Regions from separate parts of the Sus scrofa genome. Here all the other regions are linked to region 2. A link is a contact called in public promoter capture Hi-C data. All regions are on one chromosome and are shown on one strand. The core of a region is the stretch at or near the end of the contact, and the rest is flanking DNA. Distances in the headings are between cores, read along the strand shown.

The links. Promoter capture Hi-C pulls out the DNA fragments that hold promoters and counts their contacts.
Region 1: a promoter capture Hi-C map of fetal skeletal muscle shows a contact between it and region 2, with 2.3 times the contacts expected there. The contact joins the promoter of SARNP here to the promoter of SUOX in region 2. A contact is called at or near these places in 1 of 5 promoter capture datasets (fetal skeletal muscle) and 1 of 2 datasets of contacts at active chromatin or transcription factors (alveolar macrophages).
Region 3: a contact with region 2 is called in a promoter capture Hi-C map of liver, with 5 times the contacts expected there. The contact joins the promoter of CD63 here to the promoter of SUOX in region 2. A contact is called at or near these places in 3 of 5 promoter capture datasets (fetal liver and liver), 1 of 47 Hi-C or Micro-C datasets (embryonic fibroblasts) and 2 of 2 datasets of contacts at active chromatin or transcription factors (alveolar macrophages and skeletal muscle).

Annotation. Positions count from the first base shown.
Region 1 is chr5:21,261,045-21,264,361 of Sscrofa11.1, reverse strand. SARNP (SAP domain-containing ribonucleoprotein) reads left to right here and starts at 1,925. Exons shown (of 11, transcript XM_003126256.4): 1 at 1,925-2,545. The coding sequence starts at 2,510. ORMDL2 (ORM1-like protein 2) reads right to left here and starts at 2,228. Exons shown (of 4, transcript XM_003126257.5): 1 at 2,093-2,228; 2 at 1,022-1,275; 3 at 703-854; 4 at 1-159. The coding sequence starts at 1,195. The coding sequence ends at 24. LOC106510299 (a long non-coding RNA gene) reads left to right here and starts at 2,552. Exons shown (of 3, transcript XR_001308700.2): 1 at 2,552-3,126.
Region 2 is chr5:21,393,715-21,397,198 of Sscrofa11.1, reverse strand. SUOX (sulfite oxidase) reads right to left here and starts at 1,900. Exons shown (of 4, transcript NM_001244498.1): 1 at 1,873-1,900; 2 at 348-407. The coding sequence starts at 397. LOC110260685 (a long non-coding RNA gene) reads left to right here and starts at 2,021. Exons shown (of 2, transcript XR_002343979.1): 1 at 2,021-2,098.
Region 3 is chr5:21,174,298-21,177,705 of Sscrofa11.1, reverse strand. CD63 (CD63 antigen) reads left to right here and starts at 1,481. Exons shown (of 8, transcript XM_005663878.2): 1 at 1,481-2,033; 2 at 2,632-2,708. The coding sequence starts at 2,643. LOC106510300 (basic proline-rich protein-like) reads right to left here and starts at 2,644. Exons shown (of 2, transcript XM_013997622.1): 1 at 2,336-2,644; 2 at 1,857-2,267. The coding sequence starts at 2,644. The coding sequence ends at 1,857. It overlaps LOC102162669 (a long non-coding RNA gene), which reads right to left and starts at 1,813. Exons shown (of 2, transcript XR_303407.3): 1 at 1,695-1,813; 2 at 467-1,302.

The DNA of each region.
Region 1 (3,317 bases), core at 676-3,175, 130 kb after region 2:
TTCCAATGTTCCCAGACCATCCCTCAGTATTTGTTGATGCCAAAGAGGCGAACCCCATGGAATTGGGGCAACTTAGGCAGCAGTACGCTGAGCAATGAGACTGTATTGATGAGGAAGTGAGCAGCATCATACTTGGTGTAGAAGCTGGCCAGGAGGTAGCTGGGGAGAGAAGAAATTAAGTTAAGTGAAGTTGGCCTTCCCTATCCATATTCAGGCCTTTCCAGCCACTTTATTTTAAATGATCAATTTTACTGCACATAGTCCTAGGATATCTGAAAATTTTCCAGCTATAACAATATTTACTTTGGGATCGGGGAGATAATCAGCAACTTTTATAAATTAGGTTGTTTTTTTTTTTTTTTTTTTTTTTGTCTTTTTGTCTTTTCTAGGGTCGCACCCGAGGCATATGGAGGTTCCCAGGCTAGGTGTCTAATTGGAGCTGTAGCCACTGGCCTACGCCAGAGCCACAGCAACATGGGATCCGAACTGCATCTGTGACCTACACCACAGCTCACGGCAATGCCGGATCCTTGACCCACTGAGCAAAGTCAGGGATCGAACCTGCAACCTCATGGTTCCTAGTCGGATTCGTTTCCACCATGCCACGACAGGAACTCCGTGTAGTCTGCTTTTTTTAAAGCTTCCCTGTGGGCCTTTGTACCAGGCTCTTAAACCATCTCCCATATCTCCCCCTGGACTCACAGTACAATAGGAGAGATGCTGAGGAATTTGCGGGAAGAGGTAAATTGGAGCCCGTAGTCCATCTGTTCCCAGTGTGTAAGTAGCCGAGCCTTTCCTTGGTCGGGAGTCTCAAAGGGTGTCCCTTTCACCGTATGTAGGAAAACATACATAGCCTGGTAGGAGGAAGGGGTAAGTGTGAGGAGGGCAGAAAGTAGTCTTCAGCCCAAGAAGTATGTATGCTAAGTTCCCCAAAGGAAGACAGAAATCCCAAATAACTGGTGATTTTGTTTTTGAGTGGGAAAGGCGTAGAGTGGGTAAAAGGGCATGGTTTAGTGCTTACCAAATTATGGATGACGTTGGTCAGGGTCCAGACAACAGGAATGCTGAAGAAGGGGATGCTGAGTAGAACCACATGCAGCAGTCCTACCAAGATGATGTAGGCCAGCCAGATGCCCCGACTATTCATCACTCGAGTGTTGGGGTTTACTTCGCTGTGTGCCACCCCCACATTCATCCTACCACAGTGGGGGATCAGGTAGGAGTCCAACTTAATCTCCTCTCAACCCCTCTGCGTCTGTTCCTCCAAGTTGTCTCCTAAAGAGCCAAAATCCCCTGGATTGTACTGGGGATGAAAGGACTTCCCCATCATGCACAAAGAAAAACTGAAGACTCGGGAGGAAAAATTTACAAGGCAAGAAGAGTCCTTTTTACATCTTGGAGACATAGTATGGTAAACTTTCTTCTGAGCCCTTTAAATGTAACTTGGAGTAAGCCCAGGCTTGGGGACGGGTATTACTTTCCTTAAGAAGTTAATAAGGAACAATGAAGACATTACAGTACACCCAAAATTGTAAAAGAGTATCATGGAAAACAACCAAGGAACCACCATTAAGGAGGGATGGGAGGGTAAAGCTACTTTTTCTAATCTAATCTCTATCTTTTCCTCTGGGGCTCGCCCCGTCCTGTCACTCATGTCTTTGGCATGTAAGCAGGCGGCATCCCAATTCCTTCTTTCAAGTGTGGGGTGCTGCAAGAATGTGCCCAGGGCTTTGGCGCTGAATTTGGAAGAGACCTGAGCTGAGTGTTTCGAGAGATGGTCCCAACTCCAGGGGGAGCCCTGATGGTCTGAACTTGGCCCTTTAAAATCGTGCTAGCCGTAAAGTTGATGACGCCTGGTTAGCAAGCAGCTCTCTCCGCCCTCTACCTATAATTCCCTAAACTCTGGTATTGAACCCGCCCCTTGCTCCTCCCAGCTTTCTTCTTCGGCTCTCAGCGTAGTCTTCAGCACTCCACTCTCGGTCTGTAGTTCGCCGCCGCCACCCACCCCTCACCCCCCACCCCCGGCCTCCTTCTTCCTCCGCCTCCCACCATTTTTCCTTAGGACCCATTTCTAATTTCTCAGAACCCTTACCTGCCAGATTCAGAAGCCCGTCCGGCTCGGGGCGCTCTGCTTCTTCCTCCTACACCTGCGGTCTCCAGGAAGCAGCCGCCCCGGCCATCTGCGCTCTCCCTATTGGTGGAGCAGAGTCAGCGCCGCTACCACCCATTGGCTGCCGGTCTGCCATACGGACTCACAATTGATCGCCATTTCCGTCTTTCGTAAAGTGCCGAACCCGCCCTACTCCCCGTTCCGCCTTTTGAGAGAGGTGGAGAAAGCCGCTTGGAGGGGTGAGGGCGACGCCAGCTCTTGACTAATGGGAAGAATTGATGGTAGGAGGCGGGAGTAAGAGCCACAGCGATTGGTTGGCCTTGGCTGTCGGCGCCGAGGCGGGAGCGCCCGGAGGCGGAGGCAGCGGGTGGGGGCCTGGCGGAGTGGAGGGGTAACAAGATGGCGACCGAGACGGTGGAGCTCCATAAGCTGAAGGTACCGGGAAGGGGGAAGGGCCGGGTCGGACTTTTCCGGAGGCCGAATTCTGCCGGCTGGCTTGCGCCTTTTCCTGAATATTCTCCTTTCAGGCTCTTTCACTTCTTTTCCTGGCTCCCTCCGTAGTTCTTTTGTGCCTTCCTCCTTTCCCACTACGCCTTCCCTGATTTCCCATTTCACCTCACGATTTTCCTGTATCTTTACTTGTTACTTCAGCTCCCTCCTCCAGCGTTGTGTCGTCCGACACTTCTCCCACCGGGTCGTGTAAGTGCCTTCAACCTCTTCTCTTGTTTCTCTTCAGACGGGATTACGTCAGTGGTCCCCTCTTGGCCCCGAGCCGGGCTCTAGACCCCTTTTTCTTCCCTGGGTTGGCGCTTTTCTGTTGTCCAAAGCTTAGATTCCCGGTAGCAGATGATGGCACTTGGTCTGTTTCTAGCTAGGTCTCAAACTTGACCCAGAAAATGCTTCCACCCCCTTGTTTTAGGTGGTCGGACGCCCCCGGGCGAACTTTGAAACCTGAGGAGAGGCCTCCGAAGATAGGCCAACCCCTTAGAGCCCTGGACTTTAGGAGACCTAAAGAGGTAGTGAAGGCAGATACTCCAGATTGACAAGTTTTGAGTTCTCTCAGTTCTCCGTCTGCCAGCCTCCCTCCCACCCCCACATCCCACCTGGAAGATGGCTTACTCAGAGCTGTAATATTTTGGGAAAATATTTCCAAGGCTAGGGTTACCTCTGTCCCAATTCATATCGCAGGTGGACCCTGCATCTCTTG
Region 2 (3,484 bases), core at 651-3,150:
GCGTTGTTGTGGCTCTGGTGTAGGCTGGTGGCTGCAGCTCCAATTCGACCCCTAGCCTGGGAACCTCCGTATGCCGCAGGAGCGGCCCAAGAAATAGCAAAAAGACAAAAAAAAAAAAAAAAAAAAAAAAAAAAAAAAAAAAGGGCCAGAGAAGGCCCGGGGTGAACCTCTCCCAGGTTAGCCATTGGTTCCTTTGGTTAGGACTTAGTTTCTCAGGGATGGGTGGGACATGTGGGATGTGGCTTTCCCTTTCCTCCCAGGTCACTATCTCAATGATCTTATCTGGCAGATAAGAGTCATAAAAGTACAGTGGGTAGAAGATATGAGCCAGAAACTGGAAGGCCTACCTGCAGGCCTGCTGGATTCCTGGAAGCACAACTTTGCGCAGCAGCAGCATTGTAGCACACCTGGGATAGGAGGAAGATTCCAGGATAAAGACAGGGAGTCCTGGGAGGTGATGAGATTAGGGCAGCTTGTGGGAATGGGTGGGAGGACAGAAATCAGCCAGGAGCTCTCTGGACAAATGGGGAAACTTTTTTCTGTGGTATTGAGGCCAAAGAATGGGAGTGAGGGTCCAAATGGGTCCTTATAGAAAACCTGGAGAACTCTGGAGACAGACTATGCTGACAGGATGGAAAGGAATAAGGGGGTGGGAGGGGGTCTCCTAGAATTACCTATCTCCCGCCCTCCACTCTCTACTTTGTCCACTACAGAGAACAATGGGGGCCAAAGGTCTAAAAGGCAGAGGCTCAGTTTGCCTGTTCATTATTTCTAAATTCAGCAGAGGACAACTGAGGGGTATACTGACTTAGACACAAAAAGGTGAAAAAGATAGTGGCAGCCTGATGGGGTGAGGAGCTTGGATTTTGGAGTCAACGCTTTGTGTTTGTGAAACTAGCCCTGCCATTGACCAGCCCTGTTCCTGGGCAAGATACCAAGCCTCTCTGAACTTGTGTCCTCATCTGTCAAATGAGACCTACCTAGCAGAACTGCTGTGATGAGCCAACAAGTAATAACACTGTCATTGAAGGCCTTTCCCTCCTCTCCCTCCACCCACCCTAAAAAAATAAATAAAAATTGAACCTGGCTGGGAACTGGGCCCCAACCGGGGGTTCCCACCCCTACCTGGCCTGGCCATTCCAGTGAGCTCAGCAGATCGAGGAGTTAATGTCCAGGGTGTCAGGGGACGGGCTAGAGACGGAAGAAGGTAATTTTTCTGCGCTGGCTTGCGCAGTTTCTTCCTTAAAGCACTGAGCAGATCACTGACCCCAGGAGGGCCAAAGCGGGGAGGGGTGAGAAGAGGCAGAATTGCTGACGAGATGCTAAAGAGGGGTGCTGGCAGAGACACTAGGAGGAAGCTAGAAATAGGAGTGGAGTCTGCATTTTACTCCTGGGCCTTAGAACCCTCACTCTCCCTGCCACCTTTCCTCAATCCCAGCAGCCTACTAAAAGCAGACTGGAGCTGCATAGGTAGGACTGACTTGCAGGCAGACTCGGTCAGCCCAGTATCCCAGGTTTGGGAGAGGCAGTCTGCCGCTAAACAGATGGCACCGCCTTGTGCGGGTAGTCGCCAGTCACTCCCCAGAGGAAAAATTTGGTAGAATATGGATGTGTTCAGCACCAAGACACAAGCACCCGGTTCCATGTCGCCCAACAGCTGGCCCAGGAGTGTCTAGTAGCAACACCCCGCGGCCCCAGGAACACTCGGCTAGCGGTAGTGGAGGCGGGGACTAGCAGTTTTGTTGTCCTTGGGATTCGGAGCACCCCTGAGGACCAACACCACCCCCGACCCCGCGCCGCCCCTGCCCAGGTTACTAGTCCTGCCTCCTCCCGGTTACTAGTCCTGCCTCCTCCCGGCCCCAGGTTCCTTACCGGGTTCGCCGTCCGCACCGTGGTTCTTTCACCCGCTCAGCGCCCAGCCGCAGTCGGCGAGGGGGCGGGGCTTGCGCCGTGACGTTGGGCTAGAGTAAAGGACCACTCTCGCCCCTCTGCTCGTCCCCAAGTCATTGGCGGGCCATAGACCGCCTCCCTGCTGCTGTGCCCCGCCTCCTGGAGGCCGAGGCAGGCGGGGATGCCACCTGGGCTCGGAACTAGAACGGTAAGTTTTTGCTTTTACCCCGCCGGAGAAGGACGTCCGGAATTCGGGGCAGTGCAAAGTGATGAGGACGCCCAGAGGTTGGGCTGAGGGATGTCCCTACCCCTCCCAGCTATCTGAGACACAAGTGCTCCCCTCCCAGCTATCTGAGACACAAGTGCTTTCACTAGAGGCCTCGGGATTCAGACGGCTTTCTCCCGGGGGCGGGGGGGGGGTGAGCTCCGCCTCTTATCTTGTTTTTCACAAACGTCTGTGTTGCAACTGCAACAGCCCTGTGTTTTGTTTTGTTTTTTTTTGTCTTTTGTCTTTCTAGGGCCTCATCCGCGGCCTATGGAGGTTCCCAGGCTAGTGGTGGAATCGGAGCTGTAGCCGCTGGCCTACACCACAGCTCACCGCAAGTAGACTCCTTAACCCACTGCCGAGGCCAGGGATTGAACCTGCCCCCTCAAGGATACGTTCCCGCTGAGCCACGACGGGAACTCCTGCCCTGTTTGTATTTTAGAGGAAACAAGAGCAAGTGCTCAATTCTCTTATATCCAGGAACGAGAGCAGAAATGGGGTCTACATAACAATTCAAAGAGATTCTTCAGACTAGTTTAATTTCTCCCCAGATTATAGAACCAACACTGAATAGCCACCTTTTTTTTTTTCTTTTTGCTTAGTGGTCAATTTTTTAAAAATCGTTACTTAATAAGAGAAATGACATTTTAACACCCCAAAATAGGGGAACATTGTAAGTGCTCATAATCTCAGAGTAAAGGGCATAATAGAACATTGTTTGCTATTACCCTTTTATCATTTGGCCCCGAAGTGAAATCTTGTCATTGGCTAGCAGTGAACCTGGGGCAAACGTATCCACACTGCCCTCTGGAGACTAGAAGGTTGAGCTACAGCCTTAAGTGAAGGTCTTCATCTTTAATTTTGGAAAATCAGTTCCCCTCCCTTTCTGCTCTCCTAAGAGCTTTCACTAGGAATGAAGGAGCTGTGGGAGGAGCGCTAAGAGATAAACCGAAAGAGGAATTGACAATGCAAAGGTGATTTTGGCGTTAAAGTTTCTGGAAAAAGAAAGATCCCCAAATGAACTGTGTATAATTAAATCATCAGAGATCTGACACCCAACCTACTATAGCAGTCTTAAAAATAGTCTTAGGGAGTTCCTGTAGTGGTGCAGTGGTTAACAAATCCAACTAGGAACCATGAGGTTTCAGGTTCGATCCCTGGCCTTGCTCAGTGGGTTAAGGATCCAGCATTGCCATGAGCTGTGGTGTAGGTCGATCCCACGTTGCTGTGGCTCTGGAGTAGGCCGGCAGCATTGGCTCTGATTTAGACCCCTAGCCTGGGAATCTCCATATGCCGTGGGAGCGGCCCCAGAAAAGGCAAAAAGACAAA
Region 3 (3,408 bases), core at 232-2,731, 220 kb after region 2:
CCAATCTGCCATGGACTTTATTTTTAAATTAAAAAAGAGTTTGTGTTTTTGCTTTTTAGGGCTACATTCGCACAACTCAAGGCCACGCCGGCTCCTTAACCCACCGAGCAATGCCAGGGATCAAACCCACATTCTCATGGTTACTAGTTGGGTTTGTTAACCCACTGAGCCACAGTGGGAACTCCCTGCCATGGACTTTTAAAACTACTCCTTTTTTGGAAGTTCCCATTGTGGTCCAGCAGTAATGAACCCAACTAGTTATGAGGATGCGGTTCAATCCCAGTCCTCGCTCGGCTCAGTGGGTGAAGGATCTGGCCTTGCCGTGAGCTGTGGTGTAGGTTGCAGACACCGCTCGGATCTGGCGTTGCTGTGGTTGTCTCTGACTCAACCCCTAGCCTGGGACCTTCCGTATGCCTGAAAAGACAAAAATTAAAAATAAATAAATAAATAAACAAAACGACTCCTCTTTTACACCTGGCCCTTTCCTTGGCACTGGAACTGATGCTTGCCCTTTTATTCGCCAAGCTCCCCTGGGAGAGCACCACCCACCTCTGTGAAATCTTTTTCTTTTTCCCTCTGGGGCATCGGCACCTCCTGCCCCTCCCTCTGAGCTAGTCCAGCTGCCACCAGGGGTTTCTGCGTCTATTCACAGTGTGGGCTTGGTTCTGCCTGCTGGCAGAGGACAGGGCCATCAACTTCCTCACCTCGCTGGCCCTGTGCCCAGCACATGCCTGGCAGAAACAGAGGAATACTCCTTTCTTCGGAGTCTTGGCTCCTCCTCCCCAGCCTGCCTGCAGGTGATAACTGGGGAGCAATGTCCAGAAGGGGCTTGGTGTGTTTCGCTTGAAGATAGTGATCCTGGAAACTGGTTCTCAGCCCAGCCCAGCCCAGTGCGCCTTCCTTTTGCTCTTAAAGTTTCCTTCCTTCTTTGTGTACACACACCACAGCTCAGGAAATGGTTCTTCAGGCAGGACCAGAAAAACGCAAGGGGTGGGTTCAGGCTGGGCGGGCAGCGGTGTGGTGGCTGGTTCCGTCCTTGCCCCGTTCACACAGTTTCTTCTGGAGCCCACCCCCCCCTCACCTTCCAGTCCTCTCCAGGCTTTGCCCCTGGGCTGTCCAGGACGGGCGAGGAAAATGCAGGGAATACGTGCTGTGCTCGCCTAAGTGTCCTCGGCACGCCTCCCGGGTAACAGGCTGATCCGGGAGTGGAGGGAGGGACCTCATTCATGACGCATCATGACTGACGGGGTGGGATGTCCTGGGAAAGGCTTCCTCTATTTCTCCGCTCACTCCTCCGGAATCCTACAAAATGGAGAATGGACTAACAATGGGAGCGGAGAGAAGGAACACCCCTTCTAGAATGGTGGGGGACCCCCAGGATGTGAAGCCAGGGACTTTCTAAAAGTGTTTATTCGCGACCCACCCTATCCCAGGGACCCAACAGCGCCCTCTACTGACTCGGGGAAGGGGTGAGGGGCTGGAACAGAGTTGGAGCGAGAGGAAGGGAGTGGGCTCTGGGTGGAGGATGAGGAGGCCTCTTGAAGACCATCTTGTCCCCTCGCCTCAGCTCCGCCGCCCGGGCTGGGTGCACAGAGGGTTCCTCTGGGCCGCTCATCCCTCCTTTAGCTCTCACACGTCTCCCCCGTTTGCCTGAGCCAAAGAAAAGCAGGCGGCGCCTGGTCCCCCTCTCCTACCCCGAGTTGGCACGGGGCTGGGGAAGCCAGGAGAACCCAGGCACCCCGGGGTCTTGCCCTTGGTGCCCTCCCTTTGCGGGGGGTGGGCGCCGTCTTCCAGGCAGGGGCCACGTGGCCTTGACCCGGCCGGGGTCTCGGCCTTCCTCCTGCAGGCCGGGTGACTCAGGCCGCAGCTGTTCTCGCGTCACATGAGGGAGGCTGGCGGCTACTCGGCGGGGGAGGGGGCTGCGGATGGAGCCGGGGCGGGGCCGCGCGCCGGGCGGGGCCGGAGCCGGGGGGCGCAGCTAGAGAGCCCCTGAGCCGCGGCGGGAGTGCAGCGCACAGCCTCGGGGAGCCCAGGTGAGGCCGCGGAGCCCGCTCCGGCTCTGGCGTCGGGGTGTTGGGGGGAATCGCCAGCCGCTCCCCGCTCAGGGCCTCGCTCCGGGCCTCTGAAGATCGGCTTCGCTCCCCCGCTGCTCCCGAGGCCCTCGCAACTTTGCAACTTTGGAAAGTTCCGGAGGCCCGGGAGGGGTGGGATGCGGAGCGCGGGACGCACTTATTTTTGGCGGTGGTCAGAGCCCAGGGGAAAGTGGCCTGGGGATCGGGCTAGAGCTGAGGACAATTTTGGGGGGCTGGTTGGGTGGGGAGGGGGTGTTTAACACCTGGGGGCTGGCGGGCCCAGGGTGGGCGTCCAGCCCTGGCCCCAGCGGGCGCCCTTGGATCAGTCCGGGGCCAGGGACGCGGCGGGGCGGGGTCCGGGCTGGGCGACGGGCGCCCCCACCCCTCTCCTGCAGGGAGAAGAGGGGGCTGGGAGACGTGGATCTGACCGCGGGTTTCCGGGTGGGAGGGGCCGGGAATGGGGGCCGCGCAGGGGAGGTCTCGAGGGCCGGCAGGGCGCTCCGAAGCCCGGATACCCCTTCGACCGGTTCTAATCCCCCTGCCCTCCCCTGTGCCCCAGGCCAGGCAGCCATGGCGGTGGAAGGAGGAATGAGATGTGTCAAGTTCTTGCTCTACGTTCTTCTGCTGGCCTTTTGCGTGAGTGGGGAGCGGGGACGATGGGGGCGCGCTGGCAGGGTGCGGGGAGAACTGGCTCGGGAGTGCTGACGGCTGAGGGGTCAAGAAGGAAGGCAGCTGGAGAGCAGATGTGGAAGGAACTCCCGGCTAACGGCCGAGGGCAGCGCGGCCATCGCCTCCTCCAGCTCAAAGCAGGGATCTTTGAGACTGTTTGGGATCGAGAATGGCCGGCCTGGGTGCCTAGCACCCTCCCCGTAATCCCTCCTTGCCTTTCCTGTCTGGTGACCCAACCTCTTGTGATATGGGGCAGTGGGGCAACCCGCCAACGGCTTGATGCTATCACCACGGGGTGCCCCTCCGCACCCTCCACCCCCCCTTCCTCTCCATTCCCTCATACCCCCTCCTTCCTGCTTGGGGGTTGGAGAGGGCTCTGTCCACCTAGATGGCTCCTGCCCTGGGCCCCCGGCTTGAGAGAGGATTGTTTGTCCAGGGAGGGGCAGGTCACCCTTACCCCGCTTCCTCCTCCCTTCTCCTCCCTGGCCTAGTGGGCCTGAGGAACCCGAGTCCTGAGGAACCCTAGTGGGCCCCAGGAACCCTAGTCACAGCTGGTGAGGATGTGGTGGGCACTGGAGGACAGTGAGAGGGCAGTTCTGGGAGCCCTGGAGGCCCATAGGAAGAGGCTCACAGGAAGCACTTCTCTTTGTTGGGAATTTGTGCCCTG